Regions from separate parts of the Mus musculus genome. Here regions 2, 3 and 4 are each linked to region 1. Evidence: chromatin contacts called from public ChIA-PET data. All regions are on one chromosome and are shown on one strand. The core of a region is the stretch at or near the end of the contact, and the rest is flanking DNA. Distances in the headings are between cores, read along the strand shown. Region 1 overlaps Aven (apoptosis, caspase activation inhibitor). Region 2 holds the start of Slc12a6 (solute carrier family 12, member 6). Region 3 overlaps Ryr3 (ryanodine receptor 3). Region 4 holds the start of Katnbl1 (katanin p80 subunit B like 1).

Region 1 (3,835 bases), core at 876-3,375:
GCCTTGAGATTATCACTGGAAATGTGAACCCTAAAGATAATTCTGGATTGGTCTCAGATAGGAAAGAGAGGTATGTTAACCAGACATTGGGAGCCAGTGATCGTTGTTCAAAAGTGGCAGAGACCTTCACTAAATCCTTGTCTCCTGGTGGTGTTTGTGTATTAGTGTACAAAGAATTGCTGCCTCTACTGCTTTGAGAAGAAAAGTGTTGTCACACCATTCACTATTAGCGGAAAATTGATTTGTCTTTTGTCATTGTTGTTCCTGAGTTGCTGGGATTAAAGGCGTGTACCACCACACCCGGCTAATGGAGAGTTTTAGCTTGCCCATCTTGAGGATTTGCTTCATCTCCATTCTGTAGAGCAGGTGAAGTCAAATTGACACTTGACTATTAGAAAAGCTGCATGTAAAACAGTCCTCATTTTAGCTGAGCCCCTCTGTGTGTTCCAGTGGAACTTTGTTGTTTTTTGTGTTGCCACTGGGCAGGATAATAGCTCAGCTGTACTTTGATTTATAAGTAACCTAATTGGGTTTCTGTTATTTTATGAACACTGAAACCAGTGACCAGCATCCAGGTACAAAGTATTACTGTGAAAATGACCAGTTTAGCTTTGACATGATGGCATCATAAAAACACCATGTTTATGTAGTACTGTGTCTGCTTGCTATGTCCATGTTTGTATAAGGAAGCAAATGTCTCCTATGTATTATCCTTCTTTCTACTCTCCTCTGATGGGGGCTCCTGTGGCCCTTGCATTTGAGTCGGAGCAATGAGATACTAGTTTGGTGCACCTCTAATTTGGGGTCAGGGAGTCGTTCGTCTGCAGGCGGCTAGTCTGTTATGAATGCTCAGGGACTCTGGAATAGTGGCAATTGCAGGGTCCTCGGTTCTCCCCAGGTCTCCTGCCTTTCATTTCACTGTTGGTTTTACTGCAGCAGCAGGCTCTCAGGTCACAGTTGTGTTTTATATCAGAATCATTATCTTGCTCAGGTATACATTTTACCTTGTGCTTTAGCTGCTTAGAGATTTCAAGCTAACTGGAGAAGCTTCTATGAACTTACTCCATGGGACAATAAAAGAATATTAGGCTTTCCCACGCTAACCCTGCTCACACTTTGAGTGCTCGTTCTAGCCCCCAAGCCCTCATCAGTCTCTGGTATTAGTCACTCATTAGCAGATCTCACTCACTAAATAACTTAACTCAGCCAGCATCTTTGGGCCTTCAGAAGTTTATAGAGATGGCAGCCTCTAGGCTTCAGGCCACATTTTGTAATCTCTAGATTTTGATATAAATGGCCATTTTCTTTTTTTTGTTTTTCTTTTTGTTTTTGTTTTTCGAGACAGAGTTTCTCTGTATAGCCCTGGCTGTCCTGGAACTCACTTTGTAGACCAGGCTGGCCTCGAACTCAGAAATCCACCTGCCTCTAATTATTATTATTTTTTCGAATTTTCTTGTTTTTATAGTGAGACTTATGATATTTGAGGGCTGAAAGAGATCTTGGAAGGCCTATTTAGTCCATCCTTTTAGGAAACTTTATGCAGTTTCATTTAGGTGAGAATTATTGACTAATATGAAATTTGTTGGGTGAATGGTTGATGACCAAAGTAAAGTTGCAGAAATGTCCTAAATAGAAATGGGGTCATATCTGTACTGTGAGTGGGCAGACCCGCCACTCAGCCCTCTGTCAGTTCACATTGTTAGTTGTGCTGGGGTTTCCTTTTGTCTGTCTGTCAACTGATGTGTTGTAACTATGTTCAGGTGACCACATACAGTATATTTTAGTCAAGACCTATTTGACTGAGCATTAAGCAACATTGGAAATTAAAAACAAATCTATAAGTAATTTAAGAAAAGCAAGGAAAAAGCCAGACAGAAGATGGACTCTTCTGCATGCTCCCAGGCCAGGCCTTGTCAATAAATTGACACAATATAAAGAAAGCGTGTGCTGGTAGCTTCTAATGATGTAGGGTAAGGGGCAGGTAGAACCCATTGGGAACTTGCTGTAAGAAATAAGCTTTAAAGGAGTTTGTTTTGGAGGGCGTGGGTCTAGAAGTAGTCTGTGTGGTTTGGGCGTGGTGGCATATGCCTGTGACCTCAGTGCTGGGGGGTGGGGGGAGGGCGGGCTGAAACATCTGAATCTGAGAGCCTGAGCTTCATGATAAGATTTTCTCAGAAACAGAACAGGACCAGCCCTTTCAACAGTGTGTGAGTGTGTGTGTATGTGTGTGTGTGTGTGTGTGTGTGTGTGTGTGTGAGACATAGAAAATGAAATGTATTGAAATGGAAAGGTAGACATGCTGACTTAATAAAATTGGTTACCAAAAAATAAAATGTATTAATATAATAGAGGAATGAACTGGGAATATGTGTCCTTTGGTACTCTCTAGGTGATGAAAGGGGTTTTTCTAGGTGGTACTTGGGACTTTGAATGTAGGTCCTTGTGTGTACTATACAAGTAGCCTAAATGTGGGTTTTAAATTTTATCTTAATTTTCATCTTCATCATCTTCTACATTTCTGTGTTAGTAAAGTGCTTTAAAAATACTTTAGTTGATTTTTTGAGAATTTCACATAATGTGTTTTGATCATATTCATCCCTTAAATTTGACCCTGACCCCTTCCAGATCCTCCCCCACCTCCCTGTTCTCCCCTCAACCCCAGTAATCTATTGAGTCCAATTGGTGCTGCCCATAAACTCCTTTTTTTTTTTCTTTTTTTTTTTTCCATTTTTATTAGGTATTTAGCTCATTTACATTTCCAATGCTATACCAAAAGTCCCCCATACCCACCCACCCCCACTCCCCTACCCGCCCACTCCCCCTTTTTGGCCCTGGCGTTCCCCTGTACTGGGGCATATAAAGTTTGCGTGTCCAATGGGCCTCTCTTTCCAGTGATGGCCGACTAGGCCATCTTTTGATACATATGCAGCTAGAGTCAAGAGCTCCGGGGTACTGGTTAGTTCATAATGTTGTTCCACCTATAGGGTTGCAGATCCCTTTAGCTCCTTGGGTACTTTCTCTAGCTCCTCCATTGGGAGCCCTGTGATCCATCCAATAGCTGACTGTGAGCATCCACTTCTGTGTTTGCTAGGCCCCGGCATAGTCTCATAAGAGACAGCTACATCTGGGTCCTTTTGATAAAATCTTGCTAGTGTATGCAATGGTGTCAGCGTTTGGATGCTGATTATGGGGTGGATCCCTGGATATGGCAGTCTCTACATGGTCCATCCTTTCATCTCAGCTCCAAACTTTGTCTCTGTAACTCCTTCCAAGGGTGTTTTGTTCCCACTTCTAAGGAGGGGCATAGTGTCCACACTTCAGTCTTCATTTTTCTTGAGTTTCATGTGTTTAGGAAATTGTATCTTATATCTTGGGTATCCTAGGTTTTGGGCATAAACTCCTGATAGTGAGGCTCTCCAGCGGAGCATGGTGAGCCTACCAGGAGCCACAGCCTTAAAGGAAGCTGACTCTTTGTCTCCAGGAAGCCATCCCCCGTCCGTAGGCCTTACTTTGTAATCTAGGCTACTTCCAATTCATGAGGATGGTGGAATTTTGAGTATGTGCTACCATACCCAGCTAGTTGGATTTTTCAAAAATTCATGCTTAACACTTGTATATAAATAGTTGGCTTGAATATATTTCACTAGTTTTCTTTTCTTGATAAGGATATTATAACCTTTTGGACTTTTTTTGAATTAAGTATTTACGTTTTACAAGCGTTTTTTTCTTTAAATATCACCTCATTTATTATGGAAAGTTTCAAATATACAACACCACATAGGCTAACTGAATAACGAATTGCTACTCCTCCGTTCCCATCTTGGCAGTAGTCATG
Region 2 (3,835 bases), core at 404-2,903, 240 kb before region 1:
ATCTAATACAATTTTACATTTTAACGGGTTTCGTTTTATTTCCAAGCTATCAAACTCGACTGGAAATTGCCATTTGGTCAAAGTGAATTTCCAAGCCCTGGAATTAAGATGGTTTTGATTCATTTTTTTTTTAAACTATAAATCTTTTATGTGTATTTAAGTGCAGTGCCAGCATGGGTCTTATCACCTAGACCTGGAGTTACAGGGCCATGAGAACTGGGAACGGAATTAGGGTTTCCTTCAGAGCAGTAAACGCTGTTAACCACTGAGGGTCTAGCCTCCTGCTCCATTATTAAGTCCACTGATTTGCAACTAGGAGGAAAGGAAAGGTCTCAGGAAAGGCTCCAGTGAGTTTCTGCATTTTGATCAAACTTTCAGAGCGTTTTCAAGTAAAACATGGTTGAACTGAAAGTTATTAAAACACCTTGACGAATTAAATAAACATTCTAGTGTTAATAAAGTGGGTCAAATCCTGGAAATGTTGCAGAGCAGATATCCCAATGTCTTCTCCATGTCTGTATAAGTTCTCTTTAATGGAAATTTAAGCCTGGCTTGCAGTTTCAAAAGGATATGAACAAGAAAGGGGAAAGTAGCCCATAATGATGAACAAGATACAGGTGTCTTAGAAAAGACAACTGAATTTTTACAGAGGTCACATCTAAGGTAACTAGATACCGTAATGGGAGGTTTGGGTGCCATAGAGTTAAGGTTTCCAGAGAGCTTTTAGAGATGACCCTTGCGGTTCGCGGGTCAGTGTTCACTGAGTGCCTCTAAGCAGCATACTGAGTACGTGGAGCACAGGTGAGGAAAAAGCAGCTCGCCACACGCGTTCAGACCCTAGGGCGGACTACAGTTCCCGTCGTGCTCCACGTGAGAGTCGCCGGTCCGCGCAGGCGTGGTGCCCTCTGTCTCCCGCGCTGCATGCTCCGGGCGGGGCTGCTGTTGCCCGGCCGCAGGACGGCGCCGCCCTCTAGCTCCCCAGACTTCTCCGGACGGTTAACCTCGAATGAGGAACGAGAGGGGCGGAAAGGGGAGGGCTGCGGCGGCGCGGGCACAGCCCGCCGCGCCCGGGGCGGGGGGCGGCGAGGTCACGTAACGGCCTCGGGCGTCTGCCGGGGAGGGGGCCTCCTGCGCGCCGCGGCTCCGGAACGGTTAGCGGCTAGTAAACAACAGCTGCGCGCGCACCCGCATCAGCTGGCGCGGGCTCCCGCACCTGCGACCTCCTCCGTAGCCGGGACCAGCCTGCCTGGCCGTCTTCTCCCTCCGCCGAGACCCAAGGAAAGCCGGCGAGAGGCTAACGGGCCCCGGGAGGAAAGCGCGTCCTGTCACACGCAGTGCAAACACGGCGAGCGGTCGTGGGCTTGAGGGACTCGCCACGACCTGCCACGACCCTGCAGTGGGAGCTGCCCTGATCCGCTAGCCGCCGCCTCCAGCTCCTTTGCCAGGACGAGACCTCTGGGAGGCAGGAATCCACTCTGCTTCGGCATCCTCTCGTGGCTCTCCTCTTTCTCCTTCCTGTAGTGTGGGGGTATTTTCCCGTTATGCATGCGCATCTCTCCCACCAGACCCAAGTGGATTATCGACCTCAAAAACATCGGGTGGCTCAGCACACACCTCCTCCCAGCCAGACCTGTGGGGTATTCACCTGATACACAACAGGTGGCTGGTGCACACCTTTGCGCAATCTGATCCACGCTCTTATACGCCTGATAAGGGTGGGCCTGCATGCTCCGTCCTCAGCTAGAACCGTGGGACACTCGGCAGATAAAGGACTAACTACCTCATCCGGACCCTGGGGGTTGAGCAGAGGGAGGCGTCACCAGCTGCTGTGAGATCATGGCACGGAGCCCTCAGCCCTGGACCAGGGGAGATAGCTAGGATTCTGAAAGAACCAAGTTATACAGGATTAGCATCGTTTTGTTCTTATTTTGTTTTCTCGAAAATTATTTTTCAGTTACTGGTGGGGCACTTTATAAAACAGCTGGCTTGAATTCTATACACGGATTCTTAATTGGGCCTTTGTGGGCTGTAAATCAGGGTAATTGAGGGTTTTTGGTTTTTTTTCCCCTTCTATTTTTGCAATCAGAAGTAGCTAGTGTAGGAGGAAGAGTTTTTGTGAGCTTTTCCTTTTTTCTTTGTCAAAAAGGAAAGGGGGGGGAAAATGCATCCACCAGAAGCCACCACCAAGATGTCCTCAGTTCGGTTCATGGTGACACCAACTAAGATTGATGACATTCCAGGTTTGTCAGACACCAGCCCGGACCTCAGCTCTCGGTCTAGTTCTCGAGTAAGATTTAGCTCCCGAGAAAGTGTGCCAGAAACAAGCCGTAGTGAGCCTATGAGCGAACTGTCTGGGGCTACTACTTCTCTGGCAACTGTTGCCCTAGATCCTTCCAGTGACCGGACTTCTAATCCCCAGGATGTTACGGAGGGTAAGTAGAGACTCAGAGAGCCGGGTGTTTCAACCCTTGGGTTGTCCATGTTGGCTAACTACCCTAATTTTATAATCATAAATTAAGGCCCACGTTTCTGTGATGCTTACGAGTGTGGGAATAATAGCGACAGTTAGTAGGTCACTGCAGTAGTCTTTTTGGCGTGGGAAAGTAGCTGGCAAGAGGGCAAGGAAATGTCTATTTTGGTTTCCTTATTTCTGTCTTATTTCTAATTAAAATGACTATTTTTAAAAAATTAAATCTTTTACAACACACAAAAAAAGTTCTAAACTAAAATTTTAATGGGCTGGATATGCGCTTTCTAGAGAGCTTTGGGGCTTTGACTCCTAAGTCAGCGTTTAAGGCAGGTTGTTACATCTTGTGTCTTACTGGATTCTTTTGCAGATTCAGTTGGGTGTCATAAAATTATTTTTTGAAATTTATGTTTTTATAGAGTATTTAAAGTAACTGAATTCACTCAAGGAAGTGGTACTCTCTTGAAAGAATGGAACTTTCGAGAGGGACTTCTCGTGCATGATTCCCACATAATTTCCCTGCTGAGCTTTAGATAACTATTTTGTATATTGTATATTGAGTTTTGTAGTCAGAACCTATAGAAGCCACTTCTGTTCGTATTAACCACTTTCCAGACTTGACCTTGAGCTGACGAGCCTGACTTGAATTAGAAGTTTTCCTTTGATTTAGTGGGAAGAGGTGATGCAAGGAGGAAAGTTACTTTTTCCAGACTCAGTTAAAAAACTTGAGAACTGCCACTTAGTTTTATGCCTCATTCGGACCAGCATAAGTCTTTTTTTTTATTATTTAAGTTTTTCCCTTAAGAATCTTAAAGACTTTTAAAAATTCTATTCTACACAAGTTTGAAAACATGGCTTTAGACAGTGACTTGTTAAAGCAAGGCTATCTTACCATTTCCGGTCTCAGGAAATAGTGTTCCTCCTGACCTTAAGTGTTCCGGAAGCCAGAATAGTTTTAGTTCCTCAAATTTGCTTGTTTTTAATGTCTTGAGAAAGATAGACTTGGTAAAGCTTATAGTTCCAAAATTAACTAATCTTTAGCGAGTCATGTTTCTTTTATGGCAGTAGTATGAGTTAATTCCTAGTCTGACTGCTTTCTGTTGCTTAATAAACCTTACACTGGATTATATACACTATGTTAAAGTATGAGATAAAAGATCATAACTTCCTTTTCTACCATATTTATTTATCTATATATATATATATATATATATTTTGTGACAGGATCTCAAGTAGCTCAGGCTGACCTTGAGTTTTCTATATGGTCAAGGATGAGCTTGACCCTGGCTCTACCTCCCAAGTGTTGGGATTGAAGGCCTTTTTCAACCACACCCAGTTTTGTGGGATGCTGTGGATGGAACTCAAGGC
Region 3 (3,835 bases), core at 409-2,908, 200 kb after region 1:
GCCTCTGCATCAGCTCCTGCTTCCTGACCTGCTTGAGTTCCAGTCCTGACTTCCTTGGTGATGAACAGCAGTATGGAAGTGTAAGCTGAATAAACCCTTTCCTCCCCAACTTGCTTCTTGGTCATGATGTTTGTGTAGGAATAGAAACCCTGACTAAGACAAAGGGAAAGGAAAACATCCCATCTAACATCCCTGCAGCTGGGCTAGAGGCTCTAATACTTAGCATCTTGTTCAAAATACACTGAGGAAAAAAAATCGCTCCTGGATTGATCCTATGCCTTTACAACAGAAATGATCAATAACTTCAGGTGACTTAAGTGACTTTCTGTCTGTCACTCACTTTGCTTTTTAAGAAAGCATATTTCCTGGGACTAGTGAGTTAACTCCCTTTTCTCTGTTTTGTATGACTGAGGTCACTTCACTGGATAGGGGCACCCAGAACGAAATGAAACTAGAATTCAGTATTATTTCAGAAAGAATTAGATTTCTTTTCTTTTGTATTGCTGACGTTGGATGTTGACAAAGGACCTTGCTCTGTGCATCAGAAAACATGGGTGACAGCCTGGGAATCCCGGGAGACCCTTATACACACGGTAATTTTACATATACACTATCAGAGCAAAGCATTAAATGCTGAGAAGCCAGCCTTTGCACCAGGAGCTTAGCATTCAGAACAGTATCGAGCGGCACAGGCAACTGACACACTTATTTGCGAGCACAGTTATATATAAGAAAGCTCAGGTGTGTGTGTCTAAAAGTCACACACATAATTATCACCATAGACACTTCTTTCTCCCACAGAAGAAGAACAAGAAGTTGCTTAAGGTTGGTGCACTGCAGTCATGATAATGACCTTTAGAAGTTATTTATACATACAATAATTGGTCCTTGAATGGGACCAACATTTATGATTCACAGGGTGTTTTTGGGCTCCAAATGTCACATGATAATCTCAAAGAGCAAATTCTGGTATGTTAGCTACCTGAAGTCAGCCTCAAAGGAACCTTATTAGAGGCAGACACAAGAGTGTTGGGAAAAGTCATTAGAACATACTGCCCTTGCAGCTTTTATATAACAGTTCTCATGGTGAGGGCCTCTCATTTGCAGCAGCTGTAACCCCTGGAAAAATATCAGAGATGTAGGTCCTCAGGCCTTACTCCAGGTCTACTGAGTTAGACATACCAGTGGCAGTGGTGGGCCTTGGAGATCTTTTTTTTTTTTTTTTTAAACTGCATCTTCTTTATTTTGCATACTTTTAATTTTAGAACAAAATAAAACAAACAAAAAACCCACAATACATAACACCCAACCCTGCTATTCTGTGTGAGGGGATCTTCCTGCCTTAAGGCACAGGACAGGATAGAAGATTCTTGTAGACATGAGCAGAGAGCCAGGTGGCTGAGGCAGACAAAAACGACAAAGCTGTCAAGGACCTGGTGGTGCTGCTGTTTGAAACTGCTCTGCTCTCCTCTGGTTTCTCACTTGAGGCCTTGTAGATCTTTAACACACCAACCAAGTGACTCTGACAACCACCGAGTAGGATTCGAAAGTTCTTTATTCACTTCTCCTAGCAGCTCTTCACCCAAAGAGCACTGCCCCTTTGCAAGGTAGGCTGATAGCTTACACCGGAACTGGGCCTCTTTTCTCAGTGGCTGATTATTGAAACAGGATATGGAAAGTAAGCAAGGAGGCTGGTGACAGGATGTTTTTGTCAACCCCATACTCTGACTAATAGGCTATTTCTATGTGACTAAGGTTTTATGCCAGTTTGAATAAGTGTCACAAAACGGTATTAAACTTTTTCTTAGGCATATTTTAGCTTTGGATAAGAAAGTGACACATGTTCTTAGGGTATTGAGGCTTCTAATATAATTAACTTTATTGGCACAACACTAAACATCAATTAATAGTGATGTCCAATTGTTGGAAGATTGATGCTATAAATCAATCCATACATTAAAAAAAACCATGCCATCATTGTTACCTTAAACATTCCTTCCTCTCCTTTTCTCCTTCAGCCACCCATTTTGTAATGAATAAAGTCTACAGTCTTATGTTCCACTAAGCTATCAGTTACTCTCCAGGTAATTCACGCTTCCCAAAATTCATTTTGATGCAGATATGACTTTAGAAAGAGCCACAGAGATGCTCAGCATTCATTCATTGCTTATTTAAACCAACTGTGAAAAGCAGGAGACTTGGGGGTCAAGTCTCAGTGTTGCTGATGCAAAAAGGTATTAGGTCCAAAGGTCCCTAAAAGGCAAAAATGCCCCCAAAATGACAGTATGGACTCAGCTCAAACTTGACACCCTGACAACAACAACCTGTGAAATAGGTTTCTGCCTGCCAGAGAGAGCCACTTCCTTCATCTCCCCTTGCCTTTGGTGAATGGGGCGTCTGGTTTTCTATTGGTGAATACCTGTGGTGCATATCAAATGCCAGCCTCTAGTTCCCTCTGCTATTCTAATTCAGTAGAATTTTATTAGTGGTCTTAACCTAAATTATCCTGGGAACCCTTTTTATGGGGGGAATGGTTGGGGTAGGGTATTCTTAGTATGTGAAATAAGCAATAAAGACTGAAACTGCTGTAGTTTAGCACTCTGCATTCTAGATTAGAAGGACACTGGTGACAAGGTGTGCTTAGGACCTCATGACATTTTAAGAAAGAGCACCTGAAATAAATGGAACTTTTATGGAGTATGGCTGTTCATTTGCAGTATATATCCATAATTTCAGAAAACCTTGTCTCTAGATGAGATGGACTATAGTTTAAAATGACTTACTATATTTTTGTTTCTCCTAACATGGCAAGGCCTATAATTTGGCAGTTTGGCCTTCAGATTTCATCAAATCACTATAGTTCTATTGGAATTCAAGCTTTACTAAAAATAAAGCTATTGAAGAGGTTTTATTTGAGCCTATCATCTTGTGACATCTGTGTCATCTTGTGCCATCCCAAGACAGTACAGAGCTTTCTCCATCTTGTATTCTTGCTCAAGCCATTTCAGGTTTAACTAGAATCTTCTTGATAGAAGATAGAATCCCCTGTAAATAGAATCTCAACTCTGTTCTAGGAACCTAAGGTCAAGATGCCCAAGCTAGCTTACCTTCTGTTAAACTGCCTGCTTGTGCAAGCCTCTCCCTCCAGCTAACTACTTAGCTTAGCTTCTGTTAAACTGCTTGTTGGCATAAAACTTCTGTGTAGCTGTCAGCAAGATACCATGATGTATTTTTACCTCTACAGCCCCTAAACCTAAACACTTGGGTCCCGATTGCTTCAGCTAGTCCCAGCTAGATGGAATAAAGACTTTCAGCTGGTTATAAACTGTCTCTGAGTGGTCATCTCTAGTGGACTCCCGGTAACAATCTTACTAATATCACACTGAATCCAAATATGAGGTTACTTACTTTTGCTCTCCAGAAGAAGGATTACAACTTGATTTGGATTTTAGCTTTAATGGTTATTGGTTGTTTTCTGAGAAATCTTTATTTGTTTAAAAAAAAAAAAAAGGCTGTGGGCCAAATTTGTCCTATGTACATACTTTACCAATCTCTGTTATAGAACTTAATGCATGTCAATTCTTCTGTTAAAAAGTCTCTTCCTTGTATAACTACAATTCCTTCTGGTGCTATTCCATGTCTTATTTTCTGTGATGGTAGATAATATGTGCTCAGCATCCTATTGAAGAACAACTTTCTTTTGAAGACTATACTTAGGCTGTTATTATGCATATGGTACTTTGCAATGGCAGGCTGACTAAAGACTAGATAAAAGCAATCATGTCCCTAGGCTCAGACAAGAAATGAAGACCTGGGGGGAGGGGGGGACGACGAC
Region 4 (3,835 bases), core at 547-3,046, 130 kb before region 1:
TAGTAAACCAGATTTCGAGTCTCAGGTCTCTGCCATTTGCTACCACACCGCCCAGCCTCTCCTGAGGTAAGGAACATGTTTTTTCTCTCTTTATTCTCTTCTGCCGAGGGCCCAGGAATAATCTTTATTGCATAGTGGGCCGTCAAGAAATTCATGTTTAGGATGATGAAGAAATACCTTGAGTGAAAGTGACTTCATGTGCGTTACGCTTCTATTTTAAAGCACCACCACCTACTTGGTAGAAGTCATGTTTAGGAAGTATTCTCTCTGGCCTGGTTCCTCTCACTGGCTCACCCAGATGGAGCTTGCAGGTGTGGCTACACATAGAGGCATGTGCCTGCTTGTGCTTGGTATCATCTGAGCAGCTCTCAAAGACATTGCTCACACAAAGTAGTCTAGAAATATTTTCCCATTCCCATAACTGGCTGCTTCAATGTTTTCATTGTTACTTTTTTTTTTTTTTTTTTTTTTGATTAAAGCTAGGGCCCTGTTGTTGCAGAGGACAAATATATGACATTATACTTAACTAATGGCCTCTTAGCTCTGAATATCCACATCGTTTAGAATATAGCTTTCATGACCTCACTCAGTGTGGTGTATTGCAAATACCACTCTTTCTGACTTTCCAAGCCACCTCCTGTTGTCTATAACACCTGGAGACAAGTCTGCTAGGTGCATAGGAAATCCTTAAACATGTTGATGAACTTAACTTAAGCAGCCATTTCCTTAAGACCTAAGAGTTCTTTCAGGAGCATATAAAAAAGTGAGCCACGGGATGTATGAGGAAGACTTGCATCAAATGCCCTACTTGCTTGGCTGCTGTACTGGGGACAACAACCACAGAAGACAAACTTAGTCTTATCTTTGCTACCCTTGACCAGTGGCTTAACCTGAGCAGGCTCTGGTCAAGGGAATTGCCCTCAGTAACTAAAAATATGTCAGGGGCAGAACCAATTCTAATCTTTTGTTGTTGTTTGTTTGTTTGTTTTTCGAGACTAGTTTTCTCTGTGTAGCCCTGGCTGTCCTGGAACTCACTCTGTAGACCAGGCTGGCCTCGAACTCAGAAATCCGCCTGCCTCTGCCTCCCAAGTGCTGGGATTAAAGTCGTGCACCACCCTGCCCGGCCCAATCCTAATCTTATAGTCTTGTTCCCAACCGAAGAAGACTGAGCTTGCTTTCTGAGGAGAGGACCTATATTATACACATTTGTCTGAAGACTGTTGCAGCAGTCTGTGAGTTTTTGGGTAGGGAGGGTGCTGGGAGTTGCAAATTTTTCGGTTTTTTTTTTTTTTTTAAATAATAAAGTTGATAAAAATTGTTAAAAGAGATTCTGGAAGTGTGACACGTAACAGAAAACAAGACAGTCAGAAATTATGTAGTGTTTACCAGGAGCCACATACTCTCCAAATTACTTTGTATGTATTAACCCATTTGCTATCCCCAGCAATACTGAGGCAGATGCATTTTCCTCATTTCCATTTTACAGATGAGGAATTCAAAAGCACACCGTTTTGTGACTCGTCCAAAGTGGCACAGTTCCAGAGTCCACGCTTTTAACCACTATACCCTGGTGGTTTAAATGAAAATGAATATTCATCTTCTCCTGAACGATTTTAACAGCAGATTGCCCCACGTGTAGATTGTCCCTTACCCGCAGGTCCACTGTTCTTGTGGCAAAGCGTCGGACGCACCTGTGGACACGAGGGGGCGCCGCCGCCCCGCACCCTGGTCCCCCTCCGGCAGGCATCCGAGGGGGCGGAGTCTGAGCTGGGTGGGGCCCGGCTGGCCGCCCACGGGGTAGCTATCCCGGCGGGCCGCGCGCGGCGGTGTTTGAATGGCTGTGAGTGGGGCCCGGCTGGGGATCCGAGGGACGCTCCGAGCTGCCGGGAGCGGTTCATCAGCACAGTGGCTGAGCTTGGGCGCTGCGGTACCATGAGGCGCCGGTAAGTGACGGCCGGACCCGGTTGGGGCCTTCGCTGCTGCTCGCGCGGCGGGCTTCTTGAGCAGCTGGCCGGGCCCACCTGCAGGCCCCGCGGCAGCGGCCTTTCCGGGGCTGGGCGGCGGGGTCGGGGCGGGACGCAGGCGGGTGGGGCCCCCGGTCTCCCGCGGAGCCCCCGGGCGAGCGGTTGTCTGGAGGTTGGAGCTGCAGGCCTCGGGGGTCCTGGCAGGAGAGGCATGGATCAAACCTACTGTCATTTATTTATCTTCGGGTGGAGTCGACATCTGCACCCTACGGGGAAAGACGGGGCGCGTGAGAAGATTGCTCTGCGAGGACAGGTTTTCCCCAGAGCAGCCTAGGCCCGGCTGAGGCATTTCCTTATTTTTCTGAGGAATTTTTGAGTCCCAGACAGATCGGCTTTTGTTTCTAAGGACAGAAACTTGACATAGCCGCATAAGAATCATTGACTGCAACTTTTAAAACCTCGTTGTGCTTTCTGAAAAGTTATTCCGTAATTGTACCTAGGTGCTTAACTGAGCTTAGGCATGGAGATAACAAAGAGTTGATTTGTTTTGTACTGGCTTCTAAAGTCCCTTGAAAACAGCTATATCAATTTCTTGGCAGATCTGGAGAAAAAAGTAACTGGAAGAGATAATTCTATAATTATTGCCGATTTCGTACTTAACGAGCTCGCTGAGACACCAGTCCACCTAATATCTGAAACTTTATACAAAATCATTCAGGATTTTTCCTCTCTCATATATTTTTGGTTGTGAGCCTAGCCTTTAACGGCTGAGCCATCTCTCCAGCCCTCTTCTCTCTTTCAAATCAGCTTCTTCAAGTCAGAAGTTTATGCATGGAGGCTTTTTGCTTGGATAGTAGCTGGACTTGTAATAAGCCATAACGAGTAATAACTTACTTATTTTGTTTTCTGTGTGCTAAGAGTTGTTTTAAGAGTGCTGCTTTGGAATAGGTAGTATTATCATCATTTTGACACGGGAAAAAGGCACGGGGAAGTCATCTTAGGTAGGGTTACATAGTTATTTGCTCCACAAAGCCACAGGGCCGCCTCCTCTGCCTTGATCTTACTAATGTCCAAAGTGTTGTTTCATTTGCTTGAGCTTCGGAGATATTTATGTGCGTACGCCTCTGTGTACACTACACATGAATGAATCCACACACCAACCACATTCCCTGCTCGTATTGACCACGATTAATTTTTGTGTTTGAGGGAAAAAAATGTTTCTAAGATAAATAGAAATAAGGTTTATGGTTTCACTTTTCAGAGACCAGAGAACAGCTGGAAACATGATTCTTTAAAACTGGGTACACTATTTTGTATTTGGAATGAGTATACTTCATAACACCTTGCAGAGAAACACCTCAAGAGTAAGCTACCTTCAGTAGTCAGCACTTATTCATATGGAAACCTTGAAACTTCATTCAGCAATTACTGAGGTTTCTATTGCCTCAGTGTCCAGCACAGTACTGGATCCAGTGAGCTATATTCAAGAAATGTGCCAGGCAACAGGTATTAGGGAAGTTAGTTTGGTGTGAGATTAGTTACAAAATAATATACTCTTCCTTGGGGCAGTGATGTATGATGATCTGGACTGGGTAAATCTGCTATACAGCTAAGAAATGAAGGGCTTGTGTAAGACATTTATAGAAAGGGAGGCAGGGTATTTTACTGAAGAAACTGTTCAAAGACTAGGAATCCAGACCAAAAATTACTTTTAATGGGAACAGTAAGTTATCTTTTTAAAAGTTCATGTTGGTTAACATCATATGAAATAAGACTGGGAAATGTTGTAAATGACACATGTCATAGAGGTCTGATACACCCAGAGTTCTCAGGCACACAAAGATTTGGGAATTTGTAAAATTTTGTTGCAG

Evidence for each region. ChIA-PET counts read pairs in DNA pulled down with a chosen protein or histone mark.
Region 2: a contact with region 1 is called in an RNA polymerase II ChIA-PET map of memory CD8 T cells, with 51 read pairs. The contact joins the promoter of Slc12a6 here to the enhancer-like site in region 1. A contact is called at or near these places in 2 of 39 promoter capture datasets (neural stem cells and pre-B cells), 4 of 484 Hi-C or Micro-C datasets (CD4 T cells, embryonic stem cells and rod photoreceptor), 7 of 115 datasets of contacts at active chromatin or transcription factors (the 230-238 cell line, bone marrow-derived macrophages, embryonic stem cells and 3 more) and 3 of 9 other capture datasets (adipose tissue, liver and pancreatic islet).
Region 3: an RNA polymerase II ChIA-PET map of memory CD8 T cells shows a contact between it and region 1, with 19 read pairs. The contact joins two enhancer-like sites. A contact is called at or near these places in 1 of 39 promoter capture datasets (the HPC-7 cell line) and 3 of 115 datasets of contacts at active chromatin or transcription factors (embryonic stem cells, memory CD8 T cells and thymic regulatory T cells).
Region 4: an RNA polymerase II ChIA-PET map of memory CD8 T cells shows a contact between it and region 1, with 160 read pairs. The contact joins the promoter of Katnbl1 here to the enhancer-like site in region 1. A contact is called at or near these places in 3 of 39 promoter capture datasets (liver, macrophages and neural stem cells), 2 of 15 datasets of contacts at CTCF or cohesin (CD8 T cells and embryonic stem cells), 8 of 115 datasets of contacts at active chromatin or transcription factors (the SCID.adh cell line, bone marrow-derived macrophages, embryonic stem cells and 3 more) and 2 of 9 other capture datasets (adipose tissue and liver).

Annotation. Positions count from the first base shown.
Region 1 is chr2:112,508,241-112,512,075 of GRCm38.p6, forward strand. The region is part of intron 1 of Aven (apoptosis, caspase activation inhibitor); the gene reads left to right. It also overlaps a transcript of Chrm5 not described here. Among named protein-coding and RNA genes, the nearest start is that of Gm22676, 9.3 kb to the left of the region's middle. Within about 2 kb of position 2,126, at least 39 of the 459 cell types and tissues checked have an H3K27ac peak or open chromatin away from gene starts, as enhancers often do. A contact at or near this core is called in CD8 T cells, memory CD8 T cells and thymic regulatory T cells, where this site is marked.
Region 2 is chr2:112,264,661-112,268,495 of GRCm38.p6, forward strand. Slc12a6 (solute carrier family 12, member 6) reads left to right here and starts at 1,654. Exons shown (of 25, transcript NM_133649.2): 1 at 1,654-2,432. The coding sequence starts at 2,162.
Region 3 is chr2:112,713,208-112,717,042 of GRCm38.p6, forward strand. All of the region lies in intron 65 of Ryr3 (ryanodine receptor 3), which reads right to left. Among named protein-coding and RNA genes, the nearest start is that of Gm22676, 210 kb to the left of the region's middle. Within about 2 kb of position 1,659, at least 32 of the 459 cell types and tissues checked have an H3K27ac peak or open chromatin away from gene starts, as enhancers often do. A contact at or near this core is called in memory CD8 T cells and thymic regulatory T cells, where this site is marked.
Region 4 is chr2:112,377,415-112,381,249 of GRCm38.p6, forward strand. Katnbl1 (katanin p80 subunit B like 1) reads left to right here and starts at 1,797. Exons shown (of 10, transcript NM_024254.3): 1 at 1,797-1,943. It also overlaps a transcript of Emc4 not described here.